Regions from separate parts of the Zea mays genome. Here regions 1 and 2 are each linked to region 3. Evidence: chromatin contacts called from public Hi-C data. All regions are on one chromosome and are shown on one strand. Each heading gives the region's core, a stretch centred on a gene start, on an enhancer-like site or on the middle of the called end of the contact. The rest is flanking DNA. Distances are from core to core; before and after follow the strand shown. Region 1 has its middle 4.2 kb from the start of LOC103626679. Region 2 holds the start of LOC100192650. Region 3 holds the start of LOC100193879 (Transcription initiation factor TFIID subunit 7).

The links. Hi-C and Micro-C count contacts between places; a contact is called where the count stands out from the background.
Region 1: a contact with region 3 is called in a Hi-C map of tassel, with 3 times the contacts expected there. The contact joins the enhancer-like site here to the promoter of LOC100193879 in region 3. A contact is called at or near these places in 5 of 25 Hi-C or Micro-C datasets (bundle sheath, ear, leaf and 1 more).
Region 2: a contact with region 3 is called in a Hi-C map of leaf, with 6 times the contacts expected there. The contact joins the promoter of LOC100192650 here to the promoter of LOC100193879 in region 3. A contact is called at or near these places in 9 of 25 Hi-C or Micro-C datasets (ear, endosperm, leaf and 3 more).

The regions. Positions count from the first base shown.
Region 1 is chr5:89,034,856-89,038,307 of Zm-B73-REFERENCE-NAM-5.0, reverse strand. No RefSeq gene overlaps it. Among protein-coding and RNA genes, the nearest start is that of LOC103626679, 4.2 kb to the left of the region's middle. Within about 2 kb of position 1,372, at least 15 of the 20 cell types and tissues checked have an H3K27ac peak or open chromatin away from gene starts, as enhancers often do. A contact at or near this core is called in bundle sheath, ear, leaf and 1 more, where this site is marked.
Region 2 is chr5:89,133,860-89,137,435 of Zm-B73-REFERENCE-NAM-5.0, reverse strand. LOC100192650 reads right to left here and starts at 1,947. Exons shown (of 6, transcript NM_001137862.1): 1 at 1,672-1,947; 2 at 1,007-1,115; 3 at 518-683; 4 at 295-370; 5 at 51-176. The coding sequence starts at 1,857.
Region 3 is chr5:88,892,567-88,896,048 of Zm-B73-REFERENCE-NAM-5.0, reverse strand. It overlaps LOC100193879 (Transcription initiation factor TFIID subunit 7), which reads left to right and starts at 1,779. Exons shown (of 6, transcript NM_001138956.1): 1 at 1,779-1,992; 2 at 2,123-2,292. The coding sequence starts at 2,169.

The DNA.
Region 1 (3,452 bases), core at 123-2,622, 140 kb before region 3:
ATATATATATATGGTTGGTTCGATCGTCATCATGGCACCAAGTGAGCAAAGTGAGAGAAACGAAACAAAAAACGAAGTTTGTTTCGGCAATAATTAAGATACTGCTTCTTCTATCTCCTAATCACCTTTCGTTGTTGTTTATGGGCAAAAAAGAAGTGACCACTCTTTTTCCTTTACGCTCTACCACTACAACTGTACTATTTCATTGGTCATGAGATATAAACTAACTGAGGCCCTATTTATCCAGTTTTTTAAGAAACCGATTTATAGAAATTAAATTGGCTACAAACATACCAGTTTATTACTTGGTTTATAGAAATTAGATTGATGAAAAGCTTTCTGATAGCAGCACTTGGTGAATGAGACGACTAAAGAAACGATATCTTCCCTGCGATAGATCCAATGTGGACGGGTCTCGCTCAATTTCCGTGTCGCGATCGTCATGAAAAGGAGGGACACGCAAATTTTAATCCGTATCATGATCACTTGCATCTAGTGTTATCGTCGATCAACCGGAGACAACAAAAAAGAAAGAAAAGTAGCGTAGCACGCAGTATCCACAACCGGCCGAACCCAATGCTCCGAGTCCCATCATCATGGTACACACTATGCCAATAGACTCGATCGAAACCAGATTGATGGCGATATTATTATTTATCTGCAAAATCTGTTTGGCAACGATATATATATATATATATATATATATAACTGATCTCCTTCCGTTCCAATTTATAATTCGTTTGACTTTTTATGTCGGGTTTGACCGGCTCATCTTATTCAAACTTTTTTGCTGGAAAATGGAAAAATCAAAGCCATACTCAAAGTATATATTATACGCTAGACCATATCGCAACAAAAACTTAACAATAATTATGAAGCATTTTAGTATAACCAGCCGGTCAAACTTATGATAAAAGAGTCAAACGAATTATAGATTAAAATGAATTATAGATTAGAATGGAGTGCTTATATTACAGGAGTACAATGGTACTCCCTCCGTTTCTTTTTAGTTATCACTGGATAGTTAAATTTTGCACTATCCAGCGACAACTAAAATGAAACGGAGGGAGTATTCATGTAGTTTTTATAATCTAAAAAAGGTTTAGAATCGGAGACCTTTTCTAAAACAACTTTTATAGAAAACCATCTCGAGTGGCCGGCCGGCGTCGTCTGCCACAAGCTTCTCGTGGCTGGCACACCTAACAGATTGGCATACGCCGTATCATATCGTGCACGCCCATAAGGCCATAAAAATACACTTGAAGAAGGTCTACGTACGGCTCAGGAAGATTTCCTGCGGCGCAGGTCACTGTGAGCCACAGCCAGCCACGAAGGAAGAGGGAACCTCCCCTTTCCCCCCCTGTCGACCGGCCCAGGTACATGACCCCGACAGGGACTGTGTGCGTCGTTTGTCTGTGGGGGCTGGAAAGATCGTGGCTCAAGTAGAATCGCTCGCGAACAAATAAAAACCGGCGGCGCACAGTGCTCCGGCCGCCTCGCTGAGAACTCTTTGCTGACGCGAGCGCACCATATTGTTTATCGATAATTCGATATCAAATTGAACTAGCATATTCTACTGTGTTGTAGCACGTAGTAGACTTTTATAAAAGCCACTCGGCAGAACATGCCTAATGTACCGTGAAAATATATTAGGCTATATTGTGGCCTGCGCTAGTGCAAAAGAGTTCAAAGCCTACAACACATACAAATTTTCGTTGGTGTTTTCAATTAACGCGCGCTAATGAAAATAAATAGGTGAGGTAGGTTTAAGAAACCGCCAGTGAAAATTAGATTATCACTGGCGGTTTCAATTACCACGAGCCAGTGAAAAATAAATAGGTGGGGCCGACTTATGAAACCGCCAGTGAAAATTAGATTATCATTGACGGTTTTGTTATACCAATCGTCAATGAAAATAAGTTTTCACTGGCGGTTCTTAACCACCCGACAGTGACCTTAGTAGTATGAATACCTTTTGGTCCTCCCCGATAAGAGCTGTAGCTCACAGCCAACTTCCATTGAAGACGATGTTCGAGGTCTAGATTTCACAAAATACAAGGAGAGAGATTTTGTTCTTCATTTTTTGGAAGAAAGTTGTTATGAAAGGTTGGTTTATGTCTCCAATGTTAATTTTTGTTCATTCTTGCTCAATTTTAGCCACATTTTGGATATAGGGTTTCACCATATATGTGAGAGAAAGAGTATAGCTAGGTTATTTTCTCTATTTCCTCAAATGTGGTAGCTTAAGATGGTTAGATTTTGTCTATCCTCTCTCCTTTTTCATGTTTAGTTCTCAAATCGATTTATCCATGACCTATTTAGTTTGTTAATGAATGGTGCATGTGTTGTATGGAGAGAGGGAAGATATGTTTGGTAATTAAGATTTTTTTATTAGTTGCTATGAAAGGTTGGTTTCATTATGTTTCAATTGCCAATTATTATTCATTTTTGCTCACTTTTAGCTACATTTTGGAACTCGGCCTTCACCATGTGTTACAGAGAAGAGTATAGCTAGGAAAGTTTGGTTTATGTTTCTCTTGCCAATTTTTGTTCATTTTCCCTCTATTTTACCCATATTTTGGATATAGGGTTTCACCCCTTCATCCTTCCCGACAGGAACTATAGCTCGTAGCCCAACTTCCATTGGATGGCCAGATTTCACAAAATACAAGGGGGTAGGTTTTGATCTTTATTTTTTGGAAGAAGGTTGCTAAGAAATGTTGGTTTATGTTTCTTTTGCCAATTTTTGTTTATCCATGATATATTTAGTTGTTAGGAAATGTTGATTTATATTTCTCTTGACAATTTGTGTTCTTGTGTGTTTATGTTACTTTTTTATAGGTGATGATGGAGAGGACATCCTGGATGTATAACTTATCAAAGCTAGATCCATCATACATATCCGAGATCTATATGTTTATTGATGTCGCTACGAACCATGCATGGAGAACAAAGACAAAGCACATATATTGTCTATGCATGGACTACCAAAAATGTTGTTGTATTTGACGATAGAGAACAAATCATATCTCATCTGGTATGCCAAGGATTTATGAAGGATTACATAATTTGGACAAAGCATGGAGAGGGTAGCTCATCGCCTTATACAACTGGAAACCCAGCGAACTTCGATGACAGATTTCAGGTCGTTCACAAGATACAACAACCTCTTACACAGAGCGAACATGTAGTGCTAAATGTTACTGATCAAGGTTACGCTAGAGGAAATGAATGTGATAGAACTCATGTTCTGCCAAATGTTATGAATGAGGAAGATGCAGAGTACGTTGTTAGAGGCAATATTGTGTTGTCATACAAATCCATCGATGTTCTTTATGAAAGATATGGAGTCCCTGATGAAGGCAGCAGAAGAGCCTTTGTACGATGAGTCTAAGGGCTGTACAAATGAGTTCATGGCGCTCCGGTCTATGCTAAAGCTATTGATGTTAAAA
Region 2 (3,576 bases), core at 698-3,197, 240 kb before region 3:
AGCTGCACGGGGGGCTCTGCGACGAACAGTGTGACCGGCGGCGGCCTCACCTTGACTCTGAGGGCCTCCACGTCCGACTTGAGGATCCTGTTGTCCGTGACCGCGGTCGTGAACTGCTGGTTGGCGTCCGTCAGCTGCTTGAAGAGCGACGCGTTCTCGCCTCGCAGCTGGTCGACCTGTTCCCCAAGGAGGTCAGAGAAATGCATTTCCAGGTTCAAATCAGCAGCATCTATGGAAGCTTATAACACGACAATTTTCATTTTCTTTGCAGTAGCCAAACAATGACAGAATTACCTGTGTCTCAAGGTCAGCTAGGTGGGCTTGCTTCCTCTTCCTGGACCGTCGAGCAGACTCACGGTTCGACACCATCCTGTGATTTGAGACAAGCATTTTAATTTTTTTTTAGCTTACACTAGACTCCAATCCTAACTTCTGCTCTGTAGACATGACCATAGAGTGCCAACAGTGAGTAAGAAAAAAAAAAGGCTGAGGGAGAGCAATGACTGTCCATGCTCACCGTCGCATCCTCTTCACGTCCTGTGGGTTCGTGCTCTGCTCGCACGGGCCACCCTCGATGTCCAGCAGCGAATCGCTGTCGGAGTCGGAACCACTCGTGCCGCCCAGAGCCTGGCTCTCTTTCAGGTACAGGTTGGTAGCCGATGTTGGACTTGCTGCTGCAGCTGCTGCATGCCAATGATTGAACTTGGTACTGTGAGCTACTAGAAAGAACAGGGAAACTAACCTAGGATTACTCCCTACAATTATTTAAGCCCAACTTGTCTGCTGCAACATCTGATTTCTGTCGAAACCGCGAGTTGCCTAGCGGCTGCAGCTGGTTTTATTCAAAAACCACAAGTTCTGAATGATTTTCAAATCCGTAGCACAGAAGGCACTGCGCACTGTTCTGAATGATCTTCGAACTAATTGTTGCTCTGAACCAAAAAAAAAAAAACAAAAAAGTGGAAGAGCGGAGCCGAAGACGGAAGCAGCGTGCAGCGATACGTACCACAGATCGACGACTGCGACTCGATCGTCGTGGAGACTGCGGGATGCCTGACGTTGTGGTTATGGGACCAAAGGTGATTATGGATGTTTCCAGTTCCATTGAGGGTGTTCTGCTCGGACAAAAAACAACAAAACAAAAGAAAAAGCAAACTTGATCGTTGGGGTTATCTTCGTCCGTATCAAGGTCTACGGCAGTGTAAAATACAGTAGCGCTCGATCTTTTCTATGGTCAGGTCATGCTTAATTTGATCCTCAACGCGTGATTCAGAACCAAGTAGTACTTGTATCGGTTCTTAGAGCCTTGGGTTGAGAATTATGGATGCTTTTGAAGGAAATTATGGGTTTAGGAGAAGACTCCCACTGGTTTGCTTCGACATGCTTAGGGTTCAAGAGATACAGTTGTGATCATAAAATTTGTTATTGACAACGTGAAAGCATGGTCGGGTGAATCAGTGGGGGGAAAAATTTTCATCCTAGATTAACAAGATCTCGTCCACTGATCCACATGTCACGAAGAGTGGGATTTCTAACACTGATGCAAGAAGAGATCTGAAGCGCCAATTTATAATGACTAGAAATCAGAGAATTTGCATGCTCCGATTATGCACGCAACGCAACGCAGCGTCTAGTAAGATGCTCTGCTCTGCTCTCTCTCTCTCTACTCACCGAGTCAGCGAAGCTGAAGGCGGACAGATCGCTGGAGGGGAACACGCCACCGGCGCCGAACGGCGCCAGCGCAGCGATGTCGTGCGTAGGCTTCTGCTCGGCCACCGCCGCCGCCGCCGCCGCCGTGGCGTCCTCCCGGCCGCGGAGGAAAGCCTCCAGCTCCAGCTCCGATGGGCACTTCTTCATCCGTCTCTCAGCGGCAGGCAGCGAGCACAACCTCTCTCTCTTTCTCTCTTTCTCTCTCTCTGCGCCTCTACTCCCGTCCCGTGGCTGCTGCTGCGGCCGCGTCGGCGTCCACGATCCACACAAGGCTTTTAGAGACGGGCGGGCGACGCAGCGAAGCAGAGCACCGAGAGGGCGACGAAAAGAAAAGAAAGGCCTTTTTTTGGTGATCGGAATTCGGAGGCGAAAGGAGACTAGGAGAGGGGAAGGAGGGAGGAAAAGGTGGCCGGCTGCAACGGAGTCCGGCGTGGAAAGCAGATCGCTGTGTCTTCCGGGCCGCTTTCGCGAGATATCTACGAGTTTGCCACTCCGCGGCGCCGTCGGCCGTCATTTCACCCCCACCGTACGGCAGCACTGCGGTGCGGTCCGTGCTGGTTTGCGTAGGAGAGAGAAGGCGCGAACGCGGGCCGCTGCCGTCGCCGTGTGAGGGGCGGGAGGTACAAAGCGAGCGAGACTGCGAGAGATGGGTGCCTCCAAGTCGAATCTCGATAAGAGAAAGTGCTTGGGAGCGCATTGAGCAGCTCCATAGAGTATTATTTGCGCCAAAGCTTTTTATGGGGTGTTTGGATCCCCAAGTTTAAAGTTTTTTTTTTGGAATAGCTTCAGCTTCAAAAAATAGTTCTGCAGTTTCAGGTCTAGCTTGCTCTATCTTGGATCTAGGAACCACTAGTGGTGAGAAAATTGTTTGAAATGCTCTTTGGAATAGCTTTATGGTGGATCTACTCAACCAGCTTAATAAACAAATAGACTAAGCCTAAATATTGAGTGGGCCCAAATGTGAGTGGAGATCTAAATGAAGTTGTTGGCGTCGATCCGGGCGCCAATCACTGCGGTGAGAATCGGCGGCGATGCTCTCTGCGGATGCGCGGACGGTCCGCGACCTGACGCAGGGCTCGGGTTCCTGCCTGACGAGCCGGATGATCCGCACGTGCGCATGGGCGGCGAAGTTCGTCGGCAGCGTCTGGATCTCGCTCCCGGGAGGGACCCCGTCGGGGAGGAGAGGTCCTAGGCCTTGTCTTGGGATCGGAAAGTAGATTGGACACCGATCTTATTGTTTCTATAGCCTTCTTGTCTTCGACGGGGTTCGTGGGAGAACAAGTAGCATTTAATGCGCATGCTTCCCTGTTGGGACAGTTTGGCCGATGTCAAGCTCGGGCAAGGTGAAGATTTCTTTCGAGGCCGAGATCAAGATTAGATGTTGCATGTAGTTATGCTTCGGGTGGCTGAAACAGTGGTCGGAGTGAGGGAATAGTACCCTGTATTCGCGCTCTGACCATCGTTGTGGGTGGTAAAAGTATATTATACCATGGTCGTGTCGTCCTTTGTTGACTTTGGCACCTTTAGCGGGGCAGGTGGTCGTACGGACTACATTAGATACACACGTTCTGGGATTAGAGCGGTTGGCCAAGGTGGGCATGCCCCAGAGTGTTGCACGAGACGCTCTCGGGCGAGTCGGAAACACGTTTCCCGCCCGAGGTTGGTCTCAGGCAAGTCATGATTTAGATTATGTGTGTCCTTGGTAAAGTTGGGAGTGTGTTTGCTTGTAACCCCTTCTTACCCAAGCGTCTTAGCACTTTTGGGTTGTGATTTGGGTACCCCTAATTATGGCACCCGACAACATGATTATCGATTTACGTCATTTTCTCCTCCTAAGATATCAAAGAGAGAAGAAAGATAAAAAAC
Region 3 (3,482 bases), core at 530-3,029:
GGCTCTATCAGCAGTAGCATCAACACTAACTTGGTTGAATCTGGCAATACTGAATCTCTTGCCAGAAGCTGGAGTCTGTTGCTTGCCTTGGACATTGCTCCGAACAAGTGTGTTGGAGATCCTCTTCGGACAAGCTTTAGCGTAGTGCCCAACCTCACCACACTTGAAGCAAATGGTGACTGTACCCTGTCCTGCAGGTCTTGCTGGGGTGTCAGTGGGGGCAGCCTGATGAGTATGTGGAGTTTGTGGAGTCGCCTGTGGTGTATACTGAGCAGGATGTTGCCCTCCTCCAGGATGAGCTGGTGTACCCTGGGGTGGAACATAGCGAGGACGGATGCTACTGCTCCCCTACCCCTAGGTGATAGCCTTCCTCTTCATCTCGCCGAGCTGAACACGTTTGTGTTCACTAGCTATAGCCTTGTCCAGAAGCCTCTGGAAAGATGGGAAGGTGTGAGAAACCAGTTGATACTGAAGTGGCCCAACAAGTCCCTCCATGAAATGCTCCTTCTTCATTTCATCATCAGCAACCTCATCTGGAGCATACCTCGACAGCTGAATAAATTTATCACTGTATTCACTGACTGACATGTTGCCTTGATTCAGTGATAAGAATTCCTTCTTTATTTGCATCAGGCCAGCAGGAATATGGTAGTTTCTGAATTATGTAGAAAATTTTGCCTAGGTAATAGTATTAGCAGCAGCATGAGCAGCAATGTAGTAGTCCCACCAATAAGCAGCGGGGCCAGTGAGACAACCCGACGCATAGAGCACCTTCTCCCGATCTGTGCATTGAGCAATACTAAGCATCTTCTCCACTGATTTCAGCCAATCATCAGCATGTACAGGATCTGAAGAGCTGGAGAATGTAGGTGGCTTGTGACTCATGAATTCCCGGTGTTTGTCCCGAGGTGGAACTGGTGGTGATGGTGGAGGTAGTGGTGGTTGCTACTGTTGTTCCAGTCGTTCTTGTCTCATCTCTTGTCGCATTTCCTGTCGCTCCTGACGCATCTCCTGGCATTCTTGCTGCATCTGAGCTTGCATTTCAGTCATTGTGTTCGCCATCTGCTGCAAACAGCTTTCAATTCAGTGGCCATGATTAGATCTGTGTTTGAATGCCATGATTAGAAGACCATACCCCTTCGATTGAGTGGCTCGCGTGGTCGTAGATCTTTGATCCTGCGGTGCAGATCACATCCTGCTTCATTAAAACGTGATCGTCGATCGTCATCTGGCGGACAACGTTCCATACCGTTTCGGTTTAGGGTTGAATTGGTCTGAGTCGTTGATGTATGATCCGACAGATTGGATAGAAAGTTACCCTTCGGCCACGACAACTTTGCTTAAGAGCCTCTCTAGTTCTAGGTTATCAACCCGCGGTACAGCGCATAGTATTCTAAGTCTTAGACCAACTCCAGCAAGACTCCGTATCCCACTCCGCATCCGCATTTTGCACGGTCTGAGGCACTATTGCGCGCTCCAGCAGGCTCCGCATCCCTCTCCGCAAAATGGACGTCGTGTCCCTGCACTCCCCATTTCCACACTTTCTCTCTCCTCTCCGCAGCTCTCTGCGTGCGCGCGCGCCTGCTGGCGGGCCCCAGGTGTCATAGACTGCATGCGGAGTGGGATGGGGAGTGTTGCTGGAAACGGAGACGGATACGGAGAGGAGAGAGAATGTGTTGGCCGCGCGTTTTAGGGATACGGAGAGGCAGACTGCTGGAGTTGGTCTTAGAATATTATCACTCCGTGTAACAATTAGGCCCGACTAGCACAACAAGCGGCACGCACGGCGTTAACCTGCCCAGCGTGAAATAATTGCTACCTATTTCTCTCGCCGGCGACGAGCCTCCGCGGAAACCAGTGCCAAGCCAGAGAGTGCTTCTTTCTCCGCCAGACTGCTGCTCCGCGCGAGAAGAGCCACCACGGAGTCTGCGTGACTCGGGACAGTGGAGAAAATCAGCGGCACAGCGTGGGTCTCGCGACCTCCAGCGAACGGTGAGTCGATGAGTTTATCTCCTTCCGGCCTTACCTATTCTCGATCTTCTCTGCTCCCTTAGTTCTTGTTCCTTTATTTTCCTTGTTCCCCACTGTCTCTTCCTGATTAGTGTTATTTCGCTTGAGTCAGAGATCCCTAAGTTTCGATCCACTGTCCCAGTGGATTTGGGACTGCGATGGAGGAGCAGTTCATCCTCCGCGTGCCGCCATCCGTCGCAGAGCGGATCGAGCGCCTCATGAATGAATCCGCCGCCTCCTCCTCCAACCCCGACGAGGCCTCCCTGGACCTCTCCTTCTCAGGTTAGTTTACCTCATTTCCCCCGTCTCTCATCCTCGAATCCTACCCCCTTTCTCCGAAAACCTAGCGTGTACTAGGCAAGAAGCCCCTTCGGAAACCGCGGTTCATGAATTTGCTGCTCGGGAATTACGTGCCTGTAGACTTTTAAACGGAATTAAGAAGTCAGGTCAGGTGCAGTGGGGCTTCCAAGCGCCGGGAACGCGTGAGGCTGGTAACCCGTGGTATGTGGGGGCTTCGGGCTTCCAAGGCGCTGGCGACGCGTGAGGCTATTATTCTGTTAATTGATGTTATATACTTATGTTAGTGGCTCTCTGGTCCTGATTGCCACAGCTCGTTGGGAGTTTGGCTTGGGTATGCCGGGTCTTGCCCTAGCATGACTAACTGCTGTTCCGTTCTTCGGAGTTGTTGGAACAGATGACCGTTAAAGAATTAGAGGCCAGAGATCACACACTCCATTGTGCCTGTCCTGCGCTAGGTGGCTGAGATTATTAGGATGGTTGTTCTTGCTCCAGACTTTGTGGTGATAGGTTTATGTGTGGTGCTAGACTGTTGGTTTATTATGCAATTGGCGTTGGGATTATTGACTTAGCATGGATCAGTTTGCTTGTGAGTTTAAGAGATTGTTCATTTGGAAATTCCTTGAGGTGCTTAAGTATTTATAGGTTAGTCGATCAGAATAATAGGGTTCTTTCATAATCGACAGTCGAAGCAAATCTGAGCAAAACATTCCAAGCTTGTGTTCTGGTTCAAGGTAGCAGTTTCAGCAATCTGATTGCTTTACCTTTAGATAAGCCTTGATGTTAATCACGTACTGAAGATCCATTTACTATGGGATGCATTGGTCAATATTTAGCAGCTGATGTAATAATTTAATGGTGAACAATTCAAAAATTAGGAATCCAAGTGTTGTGCTTCATGCTTTTGTTAATTGTACTTTGCAAATCATGTTTCCCTGTGTTTAATGATTTCTCTCTTCTCCTACATAAGATGTTTGGGAGCATTACTTGGCTCACATATGCTTCATGCAGCACATTCTCTGATTCAGATGAAATCATGAAATAGTTAGATTGCTGTTGGTAGTCTCAGAAATAACTCAAGATCAGTAACTAAGTATGACTCCAAACAGTTAAATTTGTTTCACGTTGGGCATGGTAAGTCCTTATTGTGAAGCTTTTAGCTTGAGAGTTTGTTT